2 separate regions of the Mus musculus genome follow, and region 2 is linked to region 1. Evidence: chromatin contacts called from public Hi-C data. All regions are on one chromosome and are shown on one strand. Each heading gives the region's core, a stretch centred on a gene start, on an enhancer-like site or on the middle of the called end of the contact. The rest is flanking DNA. Distances are from core to core; before and after follow the strand shown. Region 1 overlaps Iqgap2 (IQ motif containing GTPase activating protein 2). Region 2 overlaps Sv2c (synaptic vesicle glycoprotein 2c).

Region 1 (5,249 bases), core at 744-3,243:
AAAAAAGACCCTCCAAACATAAACACACCAAAGCAAATCAAACCAAAATTTAAAGAAATAAAACCAAACAAACTTAAGAGTTTAACACAATTGTTAAAAATATTGAAAAATGGGTTTAGAAATTTTCAAATGACTTCATAATATTGGTTGGTAAAGATGAGTTTCTGTGTAAGAAGACAGGACCTGAGGAATTTATTGGCACAGGCAGGTTGGGATTCAACAGGACCACGGAGGCTTGGGGTTCTGTAGCTCTGATGCTTTGTGCAATGAGCATGCTGGAACGTGGCTCACACTGTGAGCAGTAAAGATGTAAACAGCCACAGCTAAAGGATTCTTAATCACGTGACCATTTAGAAATGCTGCCATGGGACTGCGGCAGGGTGGCATTTCTGAGATGAGAGGAGAAACTGCTGTCGGATGTCATCAGCAAGTATTCACAAAAATGGATCATCAACGTGATGGAGACAGGGAAGTGTTTCCAACTGCGCCAATCACTGGGACTCCACAAGAGTGTGGCTGTCAAAAGCCAAGAAAACTCTCAACAGTTCATACGTTTGGTGGGTCTTGCAGGTACAATTATGTGAAAAAAAAATATATATATAATGTATATGTAATACACACACACATACACACACTAGACCTCCTCAGAATCTTTCTGTTAGAAATATTCATTGCTACCTTCTACACAAAGGTGACTGAGTTAGTGGATATTTTATCTTTACGGGAGCAGAAATACTATCGAGAAGGCTAAGCTGACTCCACAACAGGCTTCAGATTAGTTCAGGAGATGAGGCCTAAATCCTTGTTTCCAAGAATGAGGCAAGTCCAGGTAAGTCCTGCCTTCAGAAGCTGCCCACCACCTGGTCTGAGGCAAGGACAATGGGTCAGCAGCAGTTTCCAGACCTCCCCAGCAACAGTTTCCAGCCCCCACACCCTGGTAATTTAATGTCCCTAGAGATGGGAGTAAGACAAAGGTCACCTACCCCAGAATCCCCAAATGTGCTTTAAGTCAGCCTGAGAGCTCACTTGGTTGTGTCTATTTTGGTAATTGGGAGACCCCAACATGCTGGACTTTTGTAGAATAAAATACTCTTTGTGTTTACCAACTATTTTGAGTCTGGAGTATCATTCTTTGGCAAACTATGGACCCTTAAGCTATATATGCTTTAGATTTAATTTGTCAAAATTCTCCATTTCTCTCTCTCAGCTTTGAAGTTTTCTATCCAGTATGTCTGCCTCTGTCCACGCTCATAAACTGCAAGATCTTCCAATAAACAAGCATGGGTCTAACAGTGGAGCAAAGAAGCTGTTATGATGTAAAAGGAGACAAAAGTTTAAATCATAAAGCCAGTTAGAAACAGCTTTTTATATAGTAAAACTGTTTTCTTAGCTGCTATGGGAACTTGCAGGAAAAGTTACAGTAGCCACCTTATTCTGTTTTCTGGTGCTATAAATATATTTACTGTGTGATGTTGAAATACTGGTGACTACTCCTCTTCTTTATATATCTTCAATGTTAATCTCCAGAAAACCAGAGGTGCTGAACCAGCTGCCCCGCTTGATAACGGGTACCCCAAACTCTAATCATGATGCTAATGCCATTGTTGTACAGGGGGGCTAGGAAACTGAACAATTCCTTCCCGTCTTTCTAATGTCTGGCAAACGCACAAGGCTAAGTGTATTAGGTCAGCACCAGGGATGCCCTTAAGGGGACTCCCCTACTTTGCATCCCTCAGGCTCTGAAGTTGCTTCACACAAGCCATTTCTTCTTTTGGCTTGAATGCTTGTGGCCTTCCTCCCTTAAAGTTCAGTAAGTAACTCCTAGGGCCGAGATTTAAATTTATGCTTTACTTCTGTGCGTGTCACATCTGTACGAATATCTGTAGAGGCCTAAACAAGGTGTTGGGTCTCCTGGAGCTATAGTTATAGACAGATGTGAACCATATGACATGGATGCTGGATCCAACCAGAGTCCTCTGGAAGAGCAGTAGTGCTCTTAACTGATAAGCTATCTCTCCAGCCCACTCAGCCTTTCCTAAGAGATGTAACCCAGTTTTCATTAGTCAGGGGAAAAGCTTTCCACTGTAGTTATATGTTTGTCCTGTTGGATAATTTTTCTTTCTTTTTATCTCTTCCCACAGAAACAGCAGCGATCCCCACCATGTGCCCTCTGAGTCACGTCTCCCACCTCATCAGGGACCAAACACTGAGCACTTGAGAGCTGCACACCAGGGGATGTCTTCAGTGGGAACTATGCAGTTCAAGCCTCACAGTCCTGCCAGGCATCAGGATTTTTACATGACGAAATGTCCTCCCAACTTCAGGCCTGTTTGAATACTTGTCAATGTCTATCTTTCACTCTGAACTTTCAATCATTTACACTTGATGATGTCACAGTTTCCTTTACTTGCCATGGTTGTTACTGATCCATTTGCCCCACCCTGCCGCACACACATTGCTTCATTATTAAATTCCTTGGGAATTACAATATAAATTTTTCTTGAAAAATATCAATGTTTACTTCACTTACATTTTATAAATTATATTCATTTTCTATATAGTTGATGTAAATAAAATTTCCTTTGCTTATGATGATTTTTTCTGGCTTACTTTTTTTTTTTTTTTTTTTTTTTTTTTGGTGTTGGGAACCGGACCCAGAACTTCAGGAATGCTAGTAAACACTCTACCACTGAGCCATACACTCAGCCCTAAACAATTCTGTTAGAGACTTCTAATTGTTCTAAGACTGGGTGATTTATTGGGGGCGTAGTGTAGAGTAGTTGCCTAGCATACACAAGGCAGTGGGTCCAACTGCCATCACTGGGAACAGTGGCTTCCCTCCAAAGGTGTTGATTGGACACCTTCTGATGAACTCCAAATACAGCTTGGATCTGGCTGGCATGGGCCAAGAAGATTTGGTTCTGTATTCTCCTTCAAAAATTTTAAGACTATATGTCTGGGTCAGTCACCTGTCTAGAAAGTGTAAATTGTTTTGTCTAGGTGGAAACCTTCCAGTATTTCTTTAATGAGACATCTATTAGCAACTTTGCTGAGAAATTAGGTTAACATGATGCTTTCTGCCTCCTGGTCATTTGGTTTTATGGGTCAGTGGATTCACTTCTGGGCTGCATCAGTGTAATTACCTCACTGTTAGACATCATGGGATTGATGTTGGAAATTCGTCAGATGGAAGGAAAGAAGGCAAGATGGAGGAGTTTTGAGTTTAGTGACAATCCTAAACTACGGCTGAGGTAGAGGAGCAAGGCCCCACCTGATCATTTCAGTCCTAAAACAGCACTCTGGTAACTTCCGCATTGGGTTCCACTACAAAGGACAATCAATCTCTAAGGGTGAGCTCTTCAGGCAGAGTCCCAATTGCAACATTGTATCAAGACTGGAGAGCTCAGGGCTGGTCCAAATTGTATCACATTGGTTGATATTTTGGATTTTGTACCTAATTAGAGTTAGCTTTTAGGGGTTTAGATGATTCTATTTTTAGGCTATGTTTTCAACAGATAAGCTAGAAAGATTTTGCATTAGAAACTCATTGGCTCACATAGAAAAAGCTAAGTGTAAGGTCTACAACAGAGATTTCTTTTAAAAAAAAAGCCATTTAAGTCCTGCTGACATTTTGAGCAAATAAAGTACTCCAACATATATGAAAGATACAAGAACACTAAGTTATCCTCCATCCCAAATAACATAAAGGCAAGGCACAGAAGTTCATCAATAGCTATGAAAGAGAAACTCTACTACCAAAACACCTTCAGTTTGGGAAACTTCAGATAGATACCAGCTAAAGCAAAGGCCTTCAAGCTCCGCCAATCATTGACGTGCTTGTGTTAGCCTCTGGAGAAAATGACACACACATAGACCTGGGGAAGCTAGCATCCTGGCTGGTCGAGGGTAAAGCACGAACACAGAAGAGACATCTAACTCTGCTGAGTTCTTTCCCTTCCTGTGGGAAAGCTCAGCTCATGCATTTTTGTTGTTGTCTCTCTCACAGTCTTTAAAGAGTGGGTGCTGATGATTTTTCTCCTAGGTCTAAACAAAGAGTGTCCATTACACAAAGACCACCCCCTGGAGAGGTTAAATGTGCGCCAGCTCAGCTGTTCTTCCGTTGGCTCAGGCTAGAAGAAGCTAGACATTAATGACCATCCGCTAACTCTTAAAATCCCAAGTTCAGCAGTAGATGGACATGTGGAGAAGCTGCTGTTTGGAGAAGCACAATTTCAACCCCGATCTGAGGTATCCATTCCGTTCCAACCATACTGACGGCAGGTAGATCTGCGCAAGCCCTAATACTCTTCTGGGGGCCACAGTTAAAACACATCATTACTAAGGCAGTCCCCATTTTAAAGGTTTCCAAAAAAAAAAAAAAAAAAAAAAGGGCAGGGAGGAGCCCTCACTGGCACTATCAGAATGCTGGTAGTTGATGGTGCTGTCTTCCAAGCAAGTATTTTCCAACAACAGGACAACTTTCCGTAACTGTGGTAGGCGATTCCCGTACCTGGATTTTGACCACGCTCTCTGTTTGTTCATATAAGAATGCTTTCCTAGCTTCAAATTCCTCCCTAAGGGCAGGTCCCAAGGTTGTGGCCTCGAAGCGGACAAGCAAGTCTTCTGAAGCAGACCACAGCTTCTCCCGGATGTAATCTGATGTGACCTCCTCCACAATGTCCTGGCGAGAGAGACATCTTAAGGTTACTCTCCACACATCGGGTGAAAGGAGCATAGAGAATAGCTTCTGGAAACGATGGCTTTTAGGAAATGAAAGGGACAGCTCTTTCAGGCCTGGCTTATAGACAGATTTAACAGCAGCCAAGGGCGGAGCTGGCTTAGCATTTTTTCTAAGAGTTTTGAATCCTCTGATCTTGATGGCAGTGGTATACAAAGGTAGGGAACGATCTCATGTGATGCCGACCTGAATCACAAACTGTACAACGGTCAAGGCTCACTACTATAAGAATGGGCCTTGCCTCCAACTCTCTCAGGCTCTTGGGGCACAGGAGTGGGGAATGGAGGGGGTAAGTGCTAGTACCCATGAAGTCCTAGTGTCTTCCCCTTGTTCTTTTTGGTTTGGCTGTGCCAGGACATGGAACTGTTTTTATTTAGCAAGCCAGCACATTCAAATCCAGTTCAAGAGGTTTATTCCTACACACTATTCAAGTTGATTAGTCTCTCCCATCACTTCCACGACGAAGACCAGACCAGCTATCCCATGCCTTGTGACACAGTATAGTTTTCAA
Region 2 (5,249 bases), core at 1,301-3,800, 280 kb after region 1:
TACACACAGTGAAGAGGCTGAGGGAAATGTGTGGGGAGTGGGCAAGACGGCAACCAAGAAGGCTTGTGACCACTGATTGTCCAGGAGGTTATAGAAGAGATCCCTCTTGGGCCACCTGGGAAGCTTGGGGTAGTTGACAGAAATGGTTTTTCTGAAGGGGACAGATGGTCTTATAAAGAAGGGTTCTGTTGGGTCATCCCATGCTGGCCCAACCCAGTGTCCAGATAAAATTCTGAATGACTGTGTCTTGCAGTTTGGAATGTACTTGTAGCTAAATCAGGGAGCAGAGACAATTTGAGAGTAAAGACTATCCAGTAAGATCACTACCACAGCAGGCCAGAGTAGAGAAAGCAATGCCTTTGATTTGTATGGTTTGTTTGCTTGTTTGTTTGTTTGTTTGTTTGTTTTGAATGGGAAGATAGGGATTCATATCTTACTTTTGCAGCAATTTTGTTGCATGCCACATTCAACCAAAAGGTCTGCTCTGGGCCTCAAACATGTTTTTTTCAAAAAGAAAACAACCATGGTGCAAATAGGAGAGAGAAATGAGCCTGCATGGAAAAAAAAATAGATACTCCTTAGGTTTTTGAAACACAGATTTGTTTCCCAGGGATGAGAAACAGAAGCGAGTTCTGTTCTGGCCCTGCCTCATTGGTGTCTTTCAAATCAATCAATGATGCTTCGAAGATTCCCTGGTCAGCTCTGCAGCTCTGGCTCTCATAGCCTGGATGTCCAGGCTCTGAGTACTCAGGTTATCTGCAGGGAACCACTTTCTCTCTGCAGCTTCCCATCTTAACTCAAGGCTGCCCCCTCCACCACGCCTGCATTACTTAATGGGGGCAGTGGATTAATGGTTTATGTTAATCAAAGAGCTTTTCACAGAATTTCAGCTCCAGGAGGGATCAGGGAACATGTGAGGGGAAGGGAGGCAAGGCAGAGGGGACTCCAGGGAGCAGGGCCATCTCTGAACAGATTCTTGGGAACAGAAGTTTCCTTTTTTCTGGAAGGCCCGGGGCTGTGGTCATGCAAGAAAAGCGTAAAATAAGCAAAGAGGATTCCCCCTCCAACAAGACAGAGGCAGTTAAACAAAGAATGCTGTTTAAACACAGGCCTTACGATGGTTGCTATCACAGGCTGCAAATCTACAAGGAGGCTTCAGATTTCAAAGACGCGTAAAAGGATGGGCCTGGGGGAGGGGCACCGGGCAAGAGACTCGAAGGTCCTTTAGCTGACAGCTGGCCCGTGGGAACGTCCTGCTGACCCCTCCCTCCTTCCATGCTCAGGAAGATTCCAGAGGTAAAACAGATATTCACCCACCAGGAAATGCTGTCCTGCCTGCCGGAGGGTTGCTGGGGAGAGCAGGCAGGCTCAAAAACTGTCCAGAGACAAGGCTAGGAGCCCACAGCCTGGGGACACTGGAGGGACATGACCTGATGTGGAGATTTGGGCTAAAAATGTAACAGTGGACAGTTGATCAAAGGAGGGTGGGTGGTGTTGACCCGCAAGGGACCGTACAAGAGAGGCTCCCGTCTGTGTTTCCCAAATGGCTTTGGTTGTGAATTCCAATTTCTATCTAAAAATCTGCCTTGTGCTGCTCAGGTAGGGTTTCGTTGCCAAGTGGGGATAGACTTTAAACTTTTCTTGTTAACAAAACCACCCTAATCATCCTGCCCAAAAGAGCCCCGCCCAGAAGTGCTTGGTGTCACACAATTGTCTTGAAACCCCCTGCTGTAACAGCTAGAGTGGCTGGCAGGCTGTCTTTTTTCTAAGAAAACAGGAAGTATCACTCGGTATGAGAAAAAGAAAGAAAGAAAGAAAGAAAGAAAGAAAGAAAGAAAGAAAGAAAGAAAGAAAGAAAGAAAGAAAGAAAGAAAGAAAGAAAGAAAGAAAGAAAGAAAGAAAGAGAGAGAAAGAAAGAGAGAAAGAAAAAAGAAGAAAAAGAAATCCCTTTCCTCAGCACAAAATTATGCCAATTTAAACTTCCTGTTAGTAGAGCGTCGCCAGCAGGGTCTATTTCTTACACCAGCACAGACTTTTTAGATTCTTGGTGAATGTAGTCCTTGGGGAAGCCTGGTCAACTGAGACATTTTAGGAACACTTCCACTGGGCACTGAGAAGCAGGAACATCACAGTTAGGAAAAGCTAACAGTGCACGGGGGGAGGGGGGGCGGGAAACCCTGCAAATCACACTGGCGGGGTAAGACAATACGCAGCTACACGTTACATCACAGCAAAAGTTTGTGTTCTGATACTTGGCCACCTTTCTATACATTAAAACTCTGAAGCTTTGAGTCAGGCAATACGACCGACCCACGGTGGGAGGAAGGGAATGGCTTTTGTCACGTCACATCAGAACCTGGGTTCGTGTGTCGGGCAGGCGCAGCCCCACGAGTCCTCCACACACGAGCACAGTGGAAGCCAGCAGGATGGGGATGGCTTTGGTGATGCTGACCAAGGAGCCGAAGATTAAGTTTCCCAGGACGGCCGCCGCTTTACAGAGGGCGTTCAAGAAGCCGAAGCCCGTTGCTCTGCAAGGGACAGAAACACAGTCAAGGTTTAGAAAATGATGCTCGGGAGTCCAGCTTTAAACTTACACGTTCTGCGCAGTCACCCTGATGGTCTTTACGTGGTTTGTGCCGTATGTTAGTGAAGCAGATAATTAAAATGCTTGTTAGCAAACGCGGAGGCAGAGAAGCCAGCTGTCACTGCTGCGGCCGGTCTCCTGATGACGTACGTACGACTCTACTGACTCTTATTTTGGTACAGAAGAAGAAAAAAAAGCTCTTTCTTGGTCCAATGTGTTGGAAGGATGGTTCTACTAAGTAAAAGTTAATTTCACTCCGTGTAAGTCCTCTCAGGATAAAAGCAGGCTTAAAGCCTCTTTCCGTAGGAGTCAGCTAGCCTCTGCTTAGCTTGGGAGAAGCTGGGCCACCTCCTCTGTCCAGGGAGTGGGACTGGGCGATCTAGCAGGCTCTCAAGTCTTTACAAAAGTGACTTGTTATTTGTTTTATAAGTGTCCAGAATCTTGGTGACACCTCTTAAATAGAGGAAATAAGGAAATTCAAATTTTGTTCCAGTATAAAATACAACTGCCGTCTGTCAGACACTATCAGCCTGCTTCTCAGCGACTCAGCACCTGTAGTTTACTTACGTCAGCATCCAGTGCTGTGCATTTCGACCATAGCTAAGAGTTCCCACCACCGCTAAGAGTTGCTATGCAACACAGACCCTTTAAAGGGCATCTGTCAACATCACGGTGTGTGTGTGTTCTCTCTCTCTCTCCCTCTCTCTCTCTTTCTCTCTCTCATTTTGTCCCTCTCGTTTTAACTGTCTCTCAGTCTGTCTGTCTCATGTCCCCACTCTGAGACTGTTTTTGCTACCCCACCCCCAAACCTCTTGCTTTAGGTTTGTTGCACAGGGTGATCTCTTAACAGCACACCCGGACCCACCCAGGTCCCTTCCAATGCTTTACCCTATTGATAGTGATTTGGCAATGGGTTTCTTTAGGATTATTTTATTTTCATTTTCCTCTTATTAGTTATCTAAATGAATATTCCTAGATTTTATTTTTATACTCATTTATTCATCTAGTGTGTATGTGGAGATCAGAGACCTTGCAGGAATCAGTTAGCACTTAACTTACAATCCTCCTGTCTCAGCTTCTTGAGAACTATGATTATAGGGTATTTGCTGCCAGGTCAGTATAATGTGCTCAATTTTAAAAACATTTATTTATTTATTTATTTACTTACTTACTTACTTACTTATTTCTTTATTTATATGAATACACTATTGCTGTCTTCAGACACACCAGAAGAGGACATCAGATCCCCTTACAGATGGCTGTGAATTCATTGAACTCAGGTTGTCTGGAAGGACAGTCAGTGCTCTTAACCACTGAGCCATCGCTCCAGTCCGTGCTTGATTTTTAAACAATTAAAGTCAACTGAATTTTCAAGAGGTGTGTCCTCCTCTTAGGTACCAAGTATGTTTTTGCTAGTGGGTGGAGAACAAATGCAGCCTGAGCACGCCTGATCTGGAACCTGTGGGACCTTAGCTGTTTCAGGTTAGAATTTGGAGTGTGTGCACAGCCATTCCTAGTTGAATACTTTCATCCAGAAACTTGCCGTCCAAAGTGCTTTACAGTCTGAAACTCACAAGCATGTGGCCTTTCAGATTAGTGGTGTTCAGCATTAGGAATGAACGAGCAAGTTAGTTCATGGTGAGCTAATGTAGTGTCGCCATGGGCTGAGAGATGGCTCAGTTCCTGTCAGTTCTGACTGTGAAGACAGGAGGACCTGGATTCAAACCCTCAGAGTGCATGTAACAAAAGCATGGCTTCCTTCGAATGCCTGTAACTCCAGTGTTGGAGAGGGGGCTGGGGGAGCGGGAGCAGAGAAAGGAAGGCAGATACTGGGAACCAGCCAGTCTAGCTGAACCGGTGAGCTCCTGGTTCAGTGATAGACCCTGTGTGGAAAGAAAGAGAGGAAGGAAGGAAGGAAGGAAGGAAGGAAGGAAGGAAGGAAGGAAGGAAGGAAGGAAGGAAGGAAGGAAAGAAGGAAGGAGGAAGGAAGAGAGGAGAAGCAATAAAGGAAGATGACACCCAGTGTTCTCCTCTAGCCTCCACATATATGTGCACTTGAACATAACACATGCACATACACCACATGCCACACACAGACACACACACAGACACACAAAGACATACACAGACACACACAGATGCGCGCACACACAGACACACATACAGACAGGCACACACAGACACACAGATACAGACACACAAAGACATACACAGACACACATACAGACAGGCACACACAGACACTCATACAGACAGGCACACACAGACACACAAAGACACACACAGACACACATACAGACAGGCACACACAGACACACAGACACAAACAGACAGACAATCACAATCATTTCCTTATCAGAATTCTCTGTGAGATCTAAGTTACAGAGAATCATATTGTCGGCCTAAAGATCCTGTCTGTTGTATTAGCATCTAAGACCTGCAGGCATGTGAGGTTCTACCTCTTCCTGTCTCTTGTCATCTGCTTCCTTCCCCTTCCTCACCTCTTCCCACTTCTTTTCTGTTTCTTCTCCCTCTGGGGATTGAACCCAGAGCCTCAGACACAGTAAGCTTTGTCCTATCACTGAGCTTCACTCGCAGCCTGGCCATGTATAGTTTTTGGAAAATAAAAATCTTCATCTGTTTAGTATTCATGTGTTGGGTGGTT

What was found. A called contact is a pair of places that touch in the nucleus more often than the background predicts.
Region 2: a Hi-C map of the G1E-ER4 cell line shows a contact between it and region 1, with 6 times the contacts expected there. The contact joins two enhancer-like sites. A contact is called at or near these places in 2 of 39 promoter capture datasets (liver and pre-B cells), 2 of 15 datasets of contacts at CTCF or cohesin (CD8 T cells and the G1E-ER4 cell line), 7 of 484 Hi-C or Micro-C datasets (CD8 T cells, CD8 central memory T cells, the G1E-ER4 cell line and 2 more), 3 of 115 datasets of contacts at active chromatin or transcription factors (embryonic stem cells and memory CD8 T cells) and 3 of 9 other capture datasets (adipose tissue, liver and pancreatic islet).

The regions. Positions count from the first base shown.
Region 1 is chr13:95,677,643-95,682,891 of GRCm38.p6, forward strand. Iqgap2 (IQ motif containing GTPase activating protein 2) reads right to left here. Exons shown (of 36, transcript NM_027711.1): 17 at 4,511-4,681. Gm33074 (a long non-coding RNA gene) reads left to right here. Exons shown (of 2, transcript XR_382776.3): 2 at 2,142-2,595. Among named protein-coding and RNA genes, the nearest start is that of Gm48745, 4.8 kb to the right of the region's middle. Within about 2 kb of position 1,994, at least 27 of the 459 cell types and tissues checked have an H3K27ac peak or open chromatin away from gene starts, as enhancers often do. A contact at or near this core is called in the G1E-ER4 cell line, where this site is marked.
Region 2 is chr13:95,958,936-95,964,184 of GRCm38.p6, forward strand. Sv2c (synaptic vesicle glycoprotein 2c) reads right to left here. Exons shown (of 13, transcript NM_029210.1): 13 at 508-2,528. The coding sequence ends at 2,345. Among named protein-coding and RNA genes, the nearest start is that of Gm24032, 64 kb to the left of the region's middle. Within about 2 kb of position 2,551, at least 126 of the 459 cell types and tissues checked have an H3K27ac peak or open chromatin away from gene starts, as enhancers often do. A contact at or near this core is called in the G1E-ER4 cell line, where this site is marked.